Linked DNA regions of Mus musculus: regions 1, 3 and 4 are each linked to region 2. The links are chromatin contacts, called in public HiChIP or PLAC-seq and promoter capture Hi-C maps. All regions are on one chromosome and are shown on one strand. The core of a region is the stretch at or near the end of the contact, and the rest is flanking DNA. Distances in the headings are between cores, read along the strand shown.

Region 1 (3,283 bases), core at 772-3,271, 990 kb before region 2:
CTTGAAGGATCTGTTGCTGTTATCTAGATAACAAAGCAGGGATTTGCTCTGTCTACGTTTTTTACCTCATCAGGCCTTTGGTGACAGATGTTGCTCCACATGAGAGCTGATCTTCCCCACTCAGCCCACTGGCCCAAGGTTCTTTAAAAATGCCTTCTAGACACAGAGCTAGTCCTGTGATGCTACTCAGGGTGACATGCTTGGATTGTCCCTTTTGATAGAAGAAGGGAGGGTCCCAGCACCGATTAGCAGAAGCTAACCAAGCTACGAAGTACAGTAGATGGCTGGATTTTGCCCCTTTTCAAGATCCCTTGGGAGTCCAGTTTAATGGCATCCTGGTGAGCCATGTCTTGTAGTTAAGGGAGGCACAGGGGTGTGGCTGACTTTTAAAGATGCAGATAGTGGGGCTGGAGAGACTGCTCACCCTGGGTTCTTCTCTCAGCACCCACACAGTGACTCAGCTATGTGTACCTCCAGTACCAGGGAACCTGATACCCTCATCTGTCTTCCCTGGGCATCACACACATGTGGGGCAGAGTCATACATGCCGTCAAAAATCTCATACACATAATAATAAATTAATTTAAAATTTAAACATATTAGACTACATTATGTCATAAGCCTATGAGACCGTCTGCTTCCCGTCGGTTGGAGTAGGAGAACTGCCACACCACTGGGCATGGGGAGTTTGAACCTGCAGCCTTGAGAGGATTTCCCCAGGAGTGAAGCCTCGGAGGAGATGACAGAGGTGGGCTTGGGCTTAGAAATTGGGAGGACCCTGGCCTCTGCTTGTGAGGCCTCTGAGCTGTGGAAGGAAAGACAGCCCTCTTTGCAGGTGAAGCCTGAAGGAAGAAGATGCACAATCAGCCGTGCTTGAGTGGTCACAGTAACTCTCGTCGCCAGCAGCCCGTGTCCTCCCTGGGGCAGATCATTATGTAATGTGTTAAGAGTTGGCTGTGGACAGTGATGGATCTCTTTCCTAGGATGGAGTGGGCACCGATCCTGGTCTACCTCGTTGTAGACTCTAAATTAGCTCTGCCCAACGTCTTTGATATGTGCCAGCTTTTCCCTCAGCTCTTCTCTTTCACCACTAGCAGAGAAAAATCAAATATGACCTTCTTCCCCCTCCCCGGCAGAACAGGGCTGAAGATGCCTCCCCATAGAACTGATTAGCAAATCAAAGGATAACACGCTTTTCTCACCAGTGGGTTTCTTGCCCTACAGAAAACTGTCTTTTTCAGTATTCCTATCAGCATTCTTTGACCTGTCAGCGTAATTGAAACATTATCTATCATTTCTGTTTCTTTAATGCACACCACAGGTACATCCCTTCAGGCCACACCATTTCCTCCCAGCCATGTGGGTGGAGTTTGCCTATGAGGTATATGGTAAGGATTTTGGCTGTTTGGAGGGAGACCTTATTCCGGTGTGTAATATAATTTAAAAATGGTTTTCATTAGACCATTAATGCTGACAGAGCCTCAGGGCACACTCTTCTACCCGTACTTAAGTTACTATAGAACCCTGGGCACTGGTTGTTAATTGTATCTTCAGAGCTATCATGAAAGTGAAAGCCACCTTTAATGTCTGTTGGCTCCCTCTTCCCAAACCGTAGCAGGTGATGTTTATACTGAGTCTTTCTCTGACACGGAGGGTTTGGGAGCAAGGCCCATAGCAGAAGCTTTCCCTAGACTGCTCCTTGCCCTCCTCACTGTGAGTGTTGAGCTACAGTGGGCAGCTGGGCTAAGGATGTGGGTCCAGGGGGAACCTCGTCCAAGCACAGAGAACCTTGGAGAGGTGTATCATGCTCAGGCAGCCTCGCATAGTATCGTTAAAAGCTCTGAGAGCACACCAAAGCTTCATTTTAGGGAGATAGTGCGACAGCTCTGAAGGTCTGATTCTGCACAGAATGGGGACTTGCTTGATTGAGACCTCGGTGCTACGATGGCCTCTGGAGGGAGTTTCGGTTTCGAGACTGGAACTCCTCAGCAGGATGAGTCAGAACAATTGTAGGAAGCTCCAGGCTGTTCTGATGTGGTCATGTGTGAAGAATCTCCCCATTTGTTCCCTGTAACTATGGAAGTGTGGACAGAGACACCGTGCGTTTGACTCTCAAGCCTTTTTATTCTTTCGGGTTCCATGGGGAGCCACAGCAGAAGAGGGCTTTAGGTCTTTGCATAGCACAGAACTGCTGGCCCTCATAGCCAACACTGATGTGGCCTTCGTTGGTATGGCGGGCATGGCCAGCCTTTTTCCAGTGTACTGGCATGGCCATGGTATTACAATCTACATGTTTATACTCTGGAATTGTACACTCTAGTTATAAAAACAGCCATACAGGAAACCTCATCATGTTAGAGGCAGTTTAAACAAATAAGCTTTTTGTGTTGGGCCACATCTATAGTTCTGCGCTGCAGGCTGGAGGCTCCTGGCTACCTTATCACTAAAGGGCTCTGGTGATCTGGAGCCCACATGATTTCTCTCTCTTCTAGGTATGATCAGAGAGTCAGTCCTGTGTTGAGACCCTAGGTCTCCTTGGCTATGCTGTGTCCTCTTTGCACTTTATCTGCCTACCCAACTTTATGAGTATAATTAAATCTTTGACTCACTGTTAAACCAACAAATATTCACAGTAGGTTAAAAACAATGTAGGTTTTAGTTAGATGTTTTGTCAAAATTGCACCATTGTAGATATTATGTCTTTCCTTTTGCTTCCTCCAGGTTGTCAATTTTCATCAATATTCTATTTAGATAAGTTTGTGTAAGGTCTTCAGATTTTGTTATTCATTAAAAAATTACTTAGAAGCTGGGCATGGTGGTGCACGCCTTTAATCCCAGCACTCGGGAGGCAGAGGCAGGTGGATTTCTGAGTTCAAGGCCAGCCTGGTCTACAGAGTGAGTTCCAGGACAGCCAGGGCTACACAGAGAAACCCTGTCTAAAAAAAAATCCAAACAAAACAGAACAAATTCTATGATGGGTGTTTTAACTGCACGTGTGTCTATACCACTTGCATTTCTGGTGTCCACCATTGGGTCCCCTGGTACTGGAGTTACAGATGGTTGTGAGCCACCATGTGAGAGCTGAGAATCAAATCCAGGTTGTCTGGAAGAGTAGATAGTGCTGTTAACCAGAGCCATATCTCTGGTTCTTTCTTCTTACACTTATTAAAGATTTTTTTTTAATTTTATTTTAAAGTGTATGTTTGTGGTGTGTGCGTATGCATGTGTGTTGCTTATAATGCTATCTTGTATATTCAAACACACACATACATACACACACATG
Region 2 (3,282 bases), core at 170-2,669:
TACTGGAATCGATGTGCGCCTAAGGAAAATTGTTTTCATCAGTTCCTGAAATTAAAACGCAAGGTATTAACTTTCGGGGGGGGGGGAGGGGGGCACTTTACATTTAAAGATAGGAAGGATCACGTTTTCTCTTTAGCTCCATTCTTTTGGTTCTCCTTAAAATAAAGTAAATTGTTCTGTGTAACGTTTCGTTTCCTACACACTGAGAAGGCAAACCGCCTTGGATCTGAACAAGAATCACCAAGCCACTGTCTATCACAGTCAATGCTCCAAAGTCAACAGTTCCAGAGCTGTGTGGCACCTTAGCAGCTTTCTCGGGATACGCAGGGAAACCGCAAGCGTAAGCGGGTCACAAACGCTGAAAGAATTCTTCAGTAAAGACAGTGTGCACTCAAGGACTGGGTCCTCCGTACCTAGGGACAATCCGAGCTGACACAAGGGACCCACTACCATTAACCTCTGACCATGCATGCCCCAGCTGACGCACAGCTTTCTGCCGCGCGCCTGGGGGCCGTGCCAACACGCGGGGTCAGTCCCAGCCAGAGACTCTGCTGCCTGGTCTCCCGGCTCAGCCAGAGTCCCGCACCTGACCGGGAAAGACTCCGGGCGAGGCCGCGACCGTGAACGCCTCCTCGCCCGCGGCGGACCGCGCCTGCCCAAAGCCGCCGAACGGCGCCCACTGGCGCCCGCCGACTAGGGAGCTCCGGCTCCCAGTCGCCCTCCCGCACCGCCCGACCGCACCGCGCCGCGCCGCGGCCGCCCCTGGGGCAAGGACGCCATGCGGGCCGGCGGGCAAGGCGCGGGCGGGCTCCCACGGCGCCCCCGCGGGGCCGCAAGATGGCGGCGGAGCCCTCCGCGGCGCCCGGCGGCTCCCTCCCCTCCCCTCCGCAGCGCAGCCCAGCCCGGCCCGGCCCGGCCCGGCAGCGGCGGACGGCGAGGCGCGGGGCCGAGGGACGCAGCGGGGCCGCGGCTCCGACGCTCGGCCGGGGCGTGGGGGAGGGGAGCACGGCCCGGCCACCCCGCCGCCGCCCGCCAGCCCCAGCCCCAGCCTCAGCTCCGCTCCGGAGCGTCCCAGCCAGCCTACCTTTGAATTTGAGGTCTGAAGGAGGGTCGAGGACCAGGATCTGCTCGTGCTTCGCCATGGCCCCGGAGGCGGACGCCATAGGAGACAGCGCAGCGCAGAGCGGGGGCGCGCCCGCGGCGGCGGTTCGCTGGCGGGGGCGAGGGGACGGTGGCGGCGCCGGCTCCGCGGAGCTCTAGGACGGGGCCAGGCTCACGATTCCCGAAGCTCCGCGCCTGCTGCCGGGCCGCGGGGGTCCCGAGGGCAGCCTGTCCGCTCAGCAGCTCCGGGTGTCACAACTGACTCAACCCCACACCAGCCGCCGCGGCCACGCGCACTGCGATCCTCGGCGCCCCACGTGACGGGCCCTACGTGCCTACGTGCGCGCCCCCGCGGCCTGGAGCCCTCGTGCTGGCCCCGCCCTCCGGGCCTAACTGGGGGGTGGGAGGGGTCAACGCTGAGCTAGTGCGCCTGCGCACCTCCGACTTGGCCGCAGCTCCGGGCGCCGCGCCGCTGTCAATCTCCGTAGAGCAGGGTCGGGGGGGCGGAGCGGGGCTCTTTGCGGGGAGACGCGGTGCACGGCGCCCCGGGAAGGGGGTGTCGTTCTTGGGGCCCTGGAGCTGCGAGTGCGGGGCTGGAGCGCCGACTACGACGCTACCTCACGGCGTTCCAAGTGGAATTCCGAACGGAAGAGAGTCATGAAGCGCCGGGTACCTCGACTCCCAGCATGCCCTGTGCGGGCGGCGCCTCCGCGGTGGCTGCTGGGAACCGGGAAGGCGACCTGGGTCCGTTGGAGGCGAGTGGGTGGGGCCGCTGACGCGGCTTTTGGCTCGCCGAGGGCGTCTTGTCTGCCCTGGAAAAGAGAAGGGTTTTTGCAGGCTGCCTGGAAGCCAGGCATCCCAGGAGAGACCGCCCTTTGGGAGAGCGGCAGGGCGTGTCCCTCTGGTCTGCTGGGGATTCCTTCCGCCCTCAGCGAACGTGCGCTCCGTTCTGCCTGCTGTTCCAAGACTGCCTCCTCCCCATCTCCCTCCTGCCCAGCCAAAGGAAACACATCTCGCTCACAAGCGAACGAGTTCCAGGGGAAATCTGTGCCAGGCACAGTTTCTCTACAAGGGTAGAAACGAAATCTCTGTTCCTACAGCGTGGAGTTCACGTGCTGTATCTACAGTGTGGTTCACTTCAAACTCATACCCAAATCTGTTTGCCACATTCTCGTGCTAGGGACGAATTTTATCTGTATCACTTAGGAGAGCCTGTACCAAATGAGAAAAAAAAAAAAAAATGCCAAGCAAGTTGCTGACAGATATTCAGCCCCTTGCCAGGGTATCCAGGGACGGGAAGAGCAAACAAAACAAATGGATGTGCTGTAAAAACCTTTATTGTGTCCTATGGTGCTGCTTGAATTTAAATCTCTAGGAAGCTCCGTGCGAAACAAAGCACATATTCATGCTTCTGCCACGAAAAGGCACTCTAGATTGCTTGGAAGTAAATGTCGAAATGAGCAGTCTAGAATACAGCTAATTAGACTTTTTCAACTTGCCGCCCCGACACCTGAAAAACTTTCATGCCACTCGAGGTATATAGGATATAATAGTGGTATAAAGCAAACATTGGTCGTTTAAAAAAAAAAGTTTGTTTTCTTTCTTTGAATGCTTACTTTGTATCCTAACCTAAAAAATGAATTTTGAAAAGAAGCAGACCAAAAATCCATTTAAGACAAAAGCAAGCTTGTATGCAAACGAGATGGATTTCCTTGTTCATCTCTACGTAAAAATTATTTATTCTTGGCTGAATATTTGATATTGCTAAACACAACATTGTCAACTTTTTTTGTAATTGATTGCTATTTTGATTTTATAATTACCAATGCTGAGAATCATTTTATATAAATACCTAGTGCAAAGTGGCAAAAAAATAGATTTGGAAACATTTCAAAAATAGTTGGAAATTCTATCCCAATCACCAGCCAAAATTTTCGTGTGATTTTTTTAATGAAGTGCAAATCAGTAACTCAAACTGCAATTTTAAAATAAAAAATTCTAACACAATGCAATCCCAAGATGTATAAATTTAACATGTGCTAAGAAACAATAACAAGAAAATATTATCTTTTTTCCTTAATTAAACCATTATGTCTTTGAAGAGTAGAAGTCTAGGAGCAGAAAAGCTGCCTCAGCGGTTAAAAGCACATACTGCTCTTGCAGAAGACTTGAATTTTGTTC
Region 3 (3,302 bases), core at 729-3,228, 840 kb after region 2:
ATTTACAAAGGGCTACTCACAAAAATACTGCAGTCCCTGAACCAGACACGAAGTTCAAGGCGCCCCCTTCTGAATTTAAATTTTGTTTATCACTATGGACAGCAACCCCCTCTGCTATATTCCAAAGACCTAAGAGACCCCAGCTCTTTCTGAACTCGAAGGTCCTCCTGCAGGTAAGTCTGGAACCTGGAAACCATAGCATACCCAAGTGCACGTGTAGGGGGCTACAGCTGGGCATCTAGATCACCCTCTTCAACAGGTGACAGTGCAGGGGTCAATGTATCCAAAACGATGTATAGCCACCCGAAACGCATCAGCAAAGACAGGCAAAACAGTAAGAGCAAAACTGGGGGAACCAGACCTACAGGTCCTCCTACAAGTTTGGAGTTAGGTTACCAGAAGCTAGCGGCTTTGGGTAGCAGTTAGGGGCAAAGAAGGGTAAAGAATTAGTGAGACCCCAGGAGACGAGCTCACATGACCCCAGGGAAGCCAGGGGATCCCGGGTCGGCTTCCGAGACACACCTGCCACCCCGGCTGCTGCTCACCTTGAGGTAGTCGTTCTCCGAGCGCAGTTCCTCCATCTCCCTCAGCAACTCCTCTTCCTCAGCCACCACCAAGAGCCGGGGCTGTTCGCCCAGGCTAGGCTCCTTGGAGGTCCCCAGAATCGTCCGCTCCGGTGGCGCTCGGCCCCCAACATCCTCCTGAGAACCGGGTCCCGGGGACCCTGTGGAGGCCCCGCCTGGGCTGCTTCGGCCCCCGAGACAGGCACTGGCGACAGGGGGCGCCGCGAGCAGGATAGGGGGCTCGGGGCTGCCCGGCGGCGGCCCGCGGGATCCGGAGCTCGGAGTGGGTGCTCCGCGTATGGGTTCCCGGTCACTGGAGCCGGTGCCCGACTCAGCGTCGCTGCTGGCGGCGGGGAGTAGGCGCTGCTCATCAGACAAGGGTTCGGAGGCGCAGTCGGAGAGATCCGAGCTGCTGTCCGTGTGGTTGATACGACAGCCAGCCACCGAGGTCACAGAGAGGGTCACGGCGGGGACCCGGGAGGCGCGAGCCGGGGGCACGACGGCGCGAGCTGGAGGCGTCCCGGGGCCGCGCTTGGTTTTGCGACCCTTCGCGACGGCAGGCGGTGGCTCGGCCCCAGTCGGCCTCCCAACCCGGGACAGTGGCTCCGCCGGCCCCGCGCGCGCCGCCCTCCTGGTCCCCGGGACGGCCTTAGCGCCGCCCGCCGACCTGGCTCCGGCGCCCGGCGGCGGCTTGTCCTTCGCGCCGGGGACTACACCGCTGCGTCGGGAGAGGCGACCGGGCGCGGCCGGGGGCCCGGGCGACGGCGGCGCCTTCCCGGCAAGGCTAGGCGAGCGAGGAGCCGCGGGAGTCGGGGCACGGCCCGCAGAGGGGGTGGCCGTGGCGGGCCGCGTGTGCAGGTCCTTGAGGAAGGGTCTGGCGGGCGAGGGTGCGCGGTGCAGCCGCCTCCTCTCGGCCAGCGGGTGCAGGTGGTGGTGGCGGTGATGCTGGCCGGCTGGCTGCGGCTTGGTGTCCGGGGCGCCGCCGCCCGCGGGGCCGTTCAGCGTCTCCATGGCCCGGGCGGCGGCTGCGATCCGCAGCTCAGGCGGCAGATGCTCCGGGCGGCGGCGGCGGCGTGCAGCCTCCCCGCGCGCCCGGTCATCACTGACCCCCTGCCCCGCCCGGCGTGCACCCTGCGCTCCCGCCGTCCCCTCCCCCGCACTCAGCCGACCCGGGGGAGTGTGTCCCCTCGCTCAGGTCAACGGCGCTCGGATCCTCCTGGCACAGCCGCCACGGCCGCTCGCATCCCCTGCACCGTGCGTTCAGAGAGCTGAAGTGGCCGCCACCGCGGCCTCGCACAAAAACACTTGTCTGGCGACGCGCGCCCGGCTCCCGAGTTCCGCTCCCCGCCCACTGCCAGTCCGCGGGGGATCGGCAGCCACGGCTTCTGCTCGGCTGCTCCGGCGGAGAGAAGCTGCTGCACGCGCGTCCCCCTCCGTCCCCAGCCCGACGCGCACGCCCCGCCTCCTGCTAGCGGGACGGGGAGGGGGCGGGGCGGGCAGGAGGCGGGGCTGCAGCTCGGGGGACGCGGGAGACGCAGAGCCCGAGTGCCCACGCGTCCACGCAGCAGAGGACCACTCTTTGCCTTTGGATGTACTGGGGCTACCACCCTGAGCCGGCTAGGAAGGGAAGAAGCTGGGGTGAAGGGAGGGAAGAGGGCGGGCATCGGCCACTTGGGGACACTTCAGGTGCAGGCGGGGTAGAGGGCCCCTCTGCGGTGGGTGCCAGCCTTCTCTCTGTTCCACCCAGCCCCCTCTATCTGACTCCTGCCTCCCCTCTTCGCTTCGCTGCCCACCGCTCTCCCCAGAGCTTCTTTAAGGATTCCTGGTACCGGATGCAGCGTCAGGACCGACACAGCGCTCCACAGTTGGCACCCCCAGTGGCCTGGGCAGCTCTGAAAGGGAGGAGCCGCTGTAGAAATCGGAGAAGCAGCTCGTCAAGCCGGGGTCTGAAAGGGAGCTCACATTTATAGTTCCGGCGACCTTGCTCCAGGCACTGCTTCTACTCGCATGATGACAGTCCCGAATTCGAAATCCTGTTTTCAGAAGGAGACATGGGCACGAGGAAGTGAAGTGGCTTGTTTGAACTCCGGGGCTGAGCGGGGATTCAAACCTAGGTCTACCGGAGTCTCAGCAGTACACGTTTGCCTTAGAGCACCAAGGAGCCTGAGGGTTCCGCTCCGTGGGCAAGGTACTTGACCTTTTGGGTCTCCGATTCCCGCCTCACCTGTAGAATCAGAGAAAACCGAATGTAGATGTATTCTGATTAACTGAGCAAAGAGAAGGACTCACCCGTCCACTGTAAAGTGCTTTTGACAGATGTTCCGTGTGGTTTATATCCCAGGCTTTGGATGTTGGGCAATAAGCGCCCCGAGGACAAGTCTAAGTTGTCCTCTATCTAGATTCGGGATTTGGGGAGCAGGGATGAACAAGAAGAAGACGCCAGCGGGGAAATCCTGTGTGTTTCCTGAAAGATGCTGGTCTTGAAGTTCACAGCACAGTTAAGTGGGACAGGGCTTAGACCTAAAGCTGTGGAGTGGAAAGTGAAGGATTCTGGTTGATCTTATTTGCTGAGAAAGATCCCAGAGCCGCAGGGTGGGGCAGAGGGCATGGTGTGGGTGACTGCATCCCGAAGCACGAGGAGAGTACAGACTTGAAATGTTAAAGGAAAATTGTACTCAAAGTCCGTGGTCTTAACGACAGAATGGCCTTCCGTAGCCCGAACCGTCAGAAGCTGCAGGA
Region 4 (3,672 bases), core at 902-3,401, 940 kb before region 2:
GCATTTCCTAGATATGTATAAAATGATGGCATCTGGGTAGTTTTGGAGAGAAACAATTTCATGAGTGGAAATATGTTGACTTTCTATTTTAGATCTTGGATCTGCTACAGACATTTTGTGCCATATGATGCCCTTCTACAGCTACGACATCCCTCACACCTGTGGGCCTGATCCTAAAATATGCTGCCAGTTTGATTTTAAACGGCTTCCTGGAGGCAGATATGGTTGTCCCTGGGGAGTTCCCCCAGAAGCAATATCTCCTGGAAATGTCCAAAGCAGGTATTAAAATGTATGTTTTATAAGACACAGAGAACACTGTGGCCACTCACTTCCCTGTTGTTGAAGGGCCGAATAAGTGGGTGTTGGCAGCCAGCATTATCCTCATTCAGGCCAGATCTAATGCAACTTCGGAATGTCAGCACCCCTGCGCGTTATAATTAAATGGCAAGTGAACAATGACAGATCAATATACAATGGCTACCTTCCAATACACTGTTATTACCATCTCCTTTGCACTCACTGTAAAAGCTTTCTACTGGGTTTGATTGATTCCATATACTTCTGTTGATAATAAGACTTTTGGTCCTCATTGTACGAAGTGGTAAGAAAAGCAGCTCAACTGCAAAAACACATTTATTAAAATGGAGCACATGAAGAGTATAATTATCTCTTACCTTAATAACAATTTCAGTAACGGTGAGTTGCACAGCTCGGATGAATACACATTTTTGTATCTTTCTGATGTTTTTGACTTACAGAAAACTTTAATTAGAATTATTTATACTTAAGTACATTTGAATAAAAATTGCAAGGATGGACCACTTCTTCAGAAAAAAATGCAATAATGAAGGAAACTTCTCATTTCAAGTCACATATAGTTTCTCATTTTGGTTCCTTAAAGTTCAGTTACTACACTAAAGGTGAAAGATGTGTAATACATTGTGTTGTAATATAGAAATACCAAATTCTGCTAGGGAAAGAATACATTTGAATAAATTGATAATTATGTAATATCATCCGTATTTAAAAGCTCTTTTAAGTAGTTTAGTAAAGTAACAGTTCTGGGTTCTCTGGTATTTTTAGGAGTATATATCAAGTATACACACATACACATGTATGATTAAATGGATATAGGCTATGAGTTTGAGAGAGAGCAAAAAGAGGTTACATGGGCATGGTTGAGTAGCTTTTTAAATAAGTAGATATGATAGTGCACATTGTAGGTGTTATGAAGGATGCCAGGCATGATAGTGCTCATACTGTCTTCTCTCTGTGTGTAAACCACACATACAAGCTTTGGTTTATTTATTAGTCAACATTTTTATTATTTATTACTAGTATTATTACCTCAGGAATATAGTTGAGTGCTCATCTACAGTACATGTTTTATCTGCTCTTATATTTTATTTTAATTCCTCTTACTGGGGGAGGGAGTTTTGTTTCATTTTTCATGTGCATTTCAAATTAGAAGTAATAATAAGAAATAAATTTAGAAAATGTGGAGTTTAGGTAGTTGGTAATAAAGATTAATAACTATCTCACCAAATGCTAATCCTAGAAAACTATGAATCATATATTATTTAAAATCACTATGATTATATTTTACTCATCATGCTATTAAAACTAAGAATTATATATTATAAGAAATTACTATGAAGATAATTTGAAGCTATTAAATTACTGCTAAAAATTTGTATTTGCAAAGCAGTTTCAGAGAGTATAAATTTCAGAATGTCCATATGGGATTCTAAGTTTAATTAAATGTTATTTTTTCATAAAATAACCCCTATTGATGTTCTTTGAGGTACTTTCATAAGTTTTATATTGGGAATTGAAATTTACTTTTGGATAATCTTTGAAGTGAAGATTGGAATCCGAGGCGAGAAACAACTCTTGTCATTTAAACACGAGTGCCTCAAGCTTTGACTCTCCCCACCCTGAATGGCTCTGGCTTTATCTGCTTATTTAGTTTCATTTTGTGGGTCTGTCTTCCTGTTTTTTCAATGGTGTTCCAACTCAGTGCCCCCTCAAAGGGAGTTCCTCTAGAGCACTGACTCTGAAGTATAAAAGCTGTCGACATCAGCATGCCATGCGTGGCTGGCCTTTCAGGGTCATGGTTCAGAGCCCAAGAGGGTGGAAACCAGAATAGCAAATTCAGGTGCCAAGCAGGAGCCACTGACCAGGACAGTGTGACAGTGGCCAGGGTGTTGGTGGCAGCTGTACAGTGAATGGCTGTTCCTTTGGAAGGAAAATATTAAAATTCCAGGAAATATTTGGTATCATGATTTATACTTTTAATCATTTTCTAAATATGCTTTTTCCATGTTTTACCAGAGTATTAGATTTTTGATTGTTAGAAAGTAGGATATTAAAATAGAGCAAAGGTCAGTATTGATATGTAGTTGAGAGACTTTACATCTTCACATATGAGATTATTGTAAAACATGGGCTGTCTGGTGTTTAATTGCTGTGGTAAGGAAGGGGATTCCAGGAAGACACTGGTATCTCAGTTGGCTATGACATCTCAAAGGTTATCTATTGGAAAATGATATAACTTCCGTACAGTAAGAATTTATAGCCATTTAAAACAGACAATAAATGATGGAGAAAACATGTCTTATAAATTTCACTTAACCTAATTTTTAAAAGGAATTAATAATTTTTTTTCATATAATACACCTTTGGTTTCTAAGCTGTCTTTTTCCTGAGTTGCCGTGTCAGCTTTTCCTGATATAATTTTTTAATATCTCCCCCTTCCCTTTCACAGGGCTCAGATGCTATTGGATCAGTACCGGAAAAAGTCAAAACTTTTCCGCACTAAAGTTCTGCTGGCTCCACTGGGAGACGACTTTCGGTTCAGTGAATACACAGAGTGGGATCTGCAGTGCAGGAACTACGAGCAACTGTTCAGTTACATGAACTCGCAGCCTCATCTGAAAGTGAAGGTGAGGAGAGAGCCTTTCTGATGTTTCTGAAGTTGAGCTTCCATCCTCCACTGAAGACCACAGTATCTGGTGTCTCTGTCCCGTGTCCCTGGAACCTGCCTGTATTAACCACAAATGTAACTTTGCCATACGCGGTTGGTGCCATTTCCAAAAGTCATCCTTTCCTCCTGTGTGTGAGGAAATGTCCTGCTTGGGGATTAGAGAAGCAGTCTTTTTATGCGATTTTAAAAACGGTACCTACTAAGTCTCAGCGTCTCCGTCGGGATGTCTGCTTCGTCTACAGCACGTGAAGGTTATTGGTTTCCCTGCTCGTTGCCCCTGTGCTTTACTGATGTGACTGGCTGCCAGGAATGAGCGTTTCATGGGTTTGACAAATGTCTTGTGTTCAGAGAATTCACTTTCATGTTTTCCTAAGCGGAATGATTTCACGCTAAGTACCTCCCTCGCTGGCTTTTCAACTTTTTTCACCTTATATCTGAGGCAGTACCTCACTGAAGCTGGAGTTTGTGTACCTGGCTAGACGGCGTGAGTGACCAATGAGTTCCAGAGCTCCTCCTGTCGCCACCTCTGTAGTGCTGGCTTACGTGGACCACCGTGTCTGGCATTTTTTTTTTTTTTTTTTTGAGACAGGGTTTCTGGAACTCACTCAGTAGACCAGGCTGGCCTCCAACTCTGAAATCCGCCTGCCTCTGCCTCCCGAGTGCTGGGATTCAAGGCGTGCGCGACC

The links. Promoter capture Hi-C pulls out the DNA fragments that hold promoters and counts their contacts. HiChIP or PLAC-seq counts read pairs in DNA pulled down with a chosen protein or histone mark.
Region 1: a contact with region 2 is called in a promoter capture Hi-C map of liver, with 2.8 times the contacts expected there. The contact joins the enhancer-like site here to the promoter of Vapa in region 2. A contact is called at or near these places in 7 of 39 promoter capture datasets (the 3T3-L1 cell line, hippocampal neurons, liver and 3 more) and 3 of 115 datasets of contacts at active chromatin or transcription factors (bone marrow-derived macrophages, embryonic stem cells and epiblast stem cells).
Region 3: a FOXA1 HiChIP or PLAC-seq map of pancreatic cancer cells shows a contact between it and region 2. The contact joins the promoter of Mtcl1 here to the promoter of Vapa in region 2. A contact is called at or near these places in 1 of 39 promoter capture datasets (pre-B cells) and 3 of 115 datasets of contacts at active chromatin or transcription factors (large pre-B cells, pancreatic cancer cells and pro-B cells).
Region 4: a contact with region 2 is called in a promoter capture Hi-C map of pre-B cells, with 3 times the contacts expected there. The contact joins the enhancer-like site here to the promoter of Vapa in region 2. A contact is called at or near these places in 6 of 39 promoter capture datasets (the 3T3-L1 cell line, the C10 cell line, hippocampal neurons and 3 more) and 3 of 115 datasets of contacts at active chromatin or transcription factors (astrocytes, embryonic limb bud and embryonic stem cells).

Annotation. Positions count from the first base shown.
Region 1 is chr17:64,620,475-64,623,757 of GRCm38.p6, forward strand. All of the region lies in intron 1 of Man2a1 (mannosidase 2, alpha 1), which reads left to right. Among named protein-coding and RNA genes, the nearest start is that of Man2a1, 20 kb to the left of the region's middle. Within about 2 kb of position 2,022, at least 106 of the 459 cell types and tissues checked have an H3K27ac peak or open chromatin away from gene starts, as enhancers often do. A contact at or near this core is called in bone marrow-derived macrophages, liver and trophoblast stem cells, where this site is marked.
Region 2 is chr17:65,612,136-65,615,417 of GRCm38.p6, forward strand. Vapa (vesicle-associated membrane protein, associated protein A) reads right to left here and starts at 1,420. Exons shown (of 6, transcript NM_013933.3): 1 at 1,085-1,420. The coding sequence starts at 1,163.
Region 3 is chr17:66,447,772-66,451,073 of GRCm38.p6, forward strand. Mtcl1 (microtubule crosslinking factor 1) reads right to left here and starts at 1,979. Exons shown (of 14, transcript NM_172963.4): 1 at 546-1,979. The coding sequence starts at 1,574.
Region 4 is chr17:64,666,645-64,670,316 of GRCm38.p6, forward strand. Man2a1 (mannosidase 2, alpha 1) reads left to right here. Exons shown (of 22, transcript NM_008549.2): 7 at 93-279; 8 at 2,768-2,945. Among named protein-coding and RNA genes, the nearest start is that of Man2a1, 67 kb to the left of the region's middle. Within about 2 kb of position 2,152, at least 52 of the 459 cell types and tissues checked have an H3K27ac peak or open chromatin away from gene starts, as enhancers often do. A contact at or near this core is called in liver and pre-B cells, where this site is marked.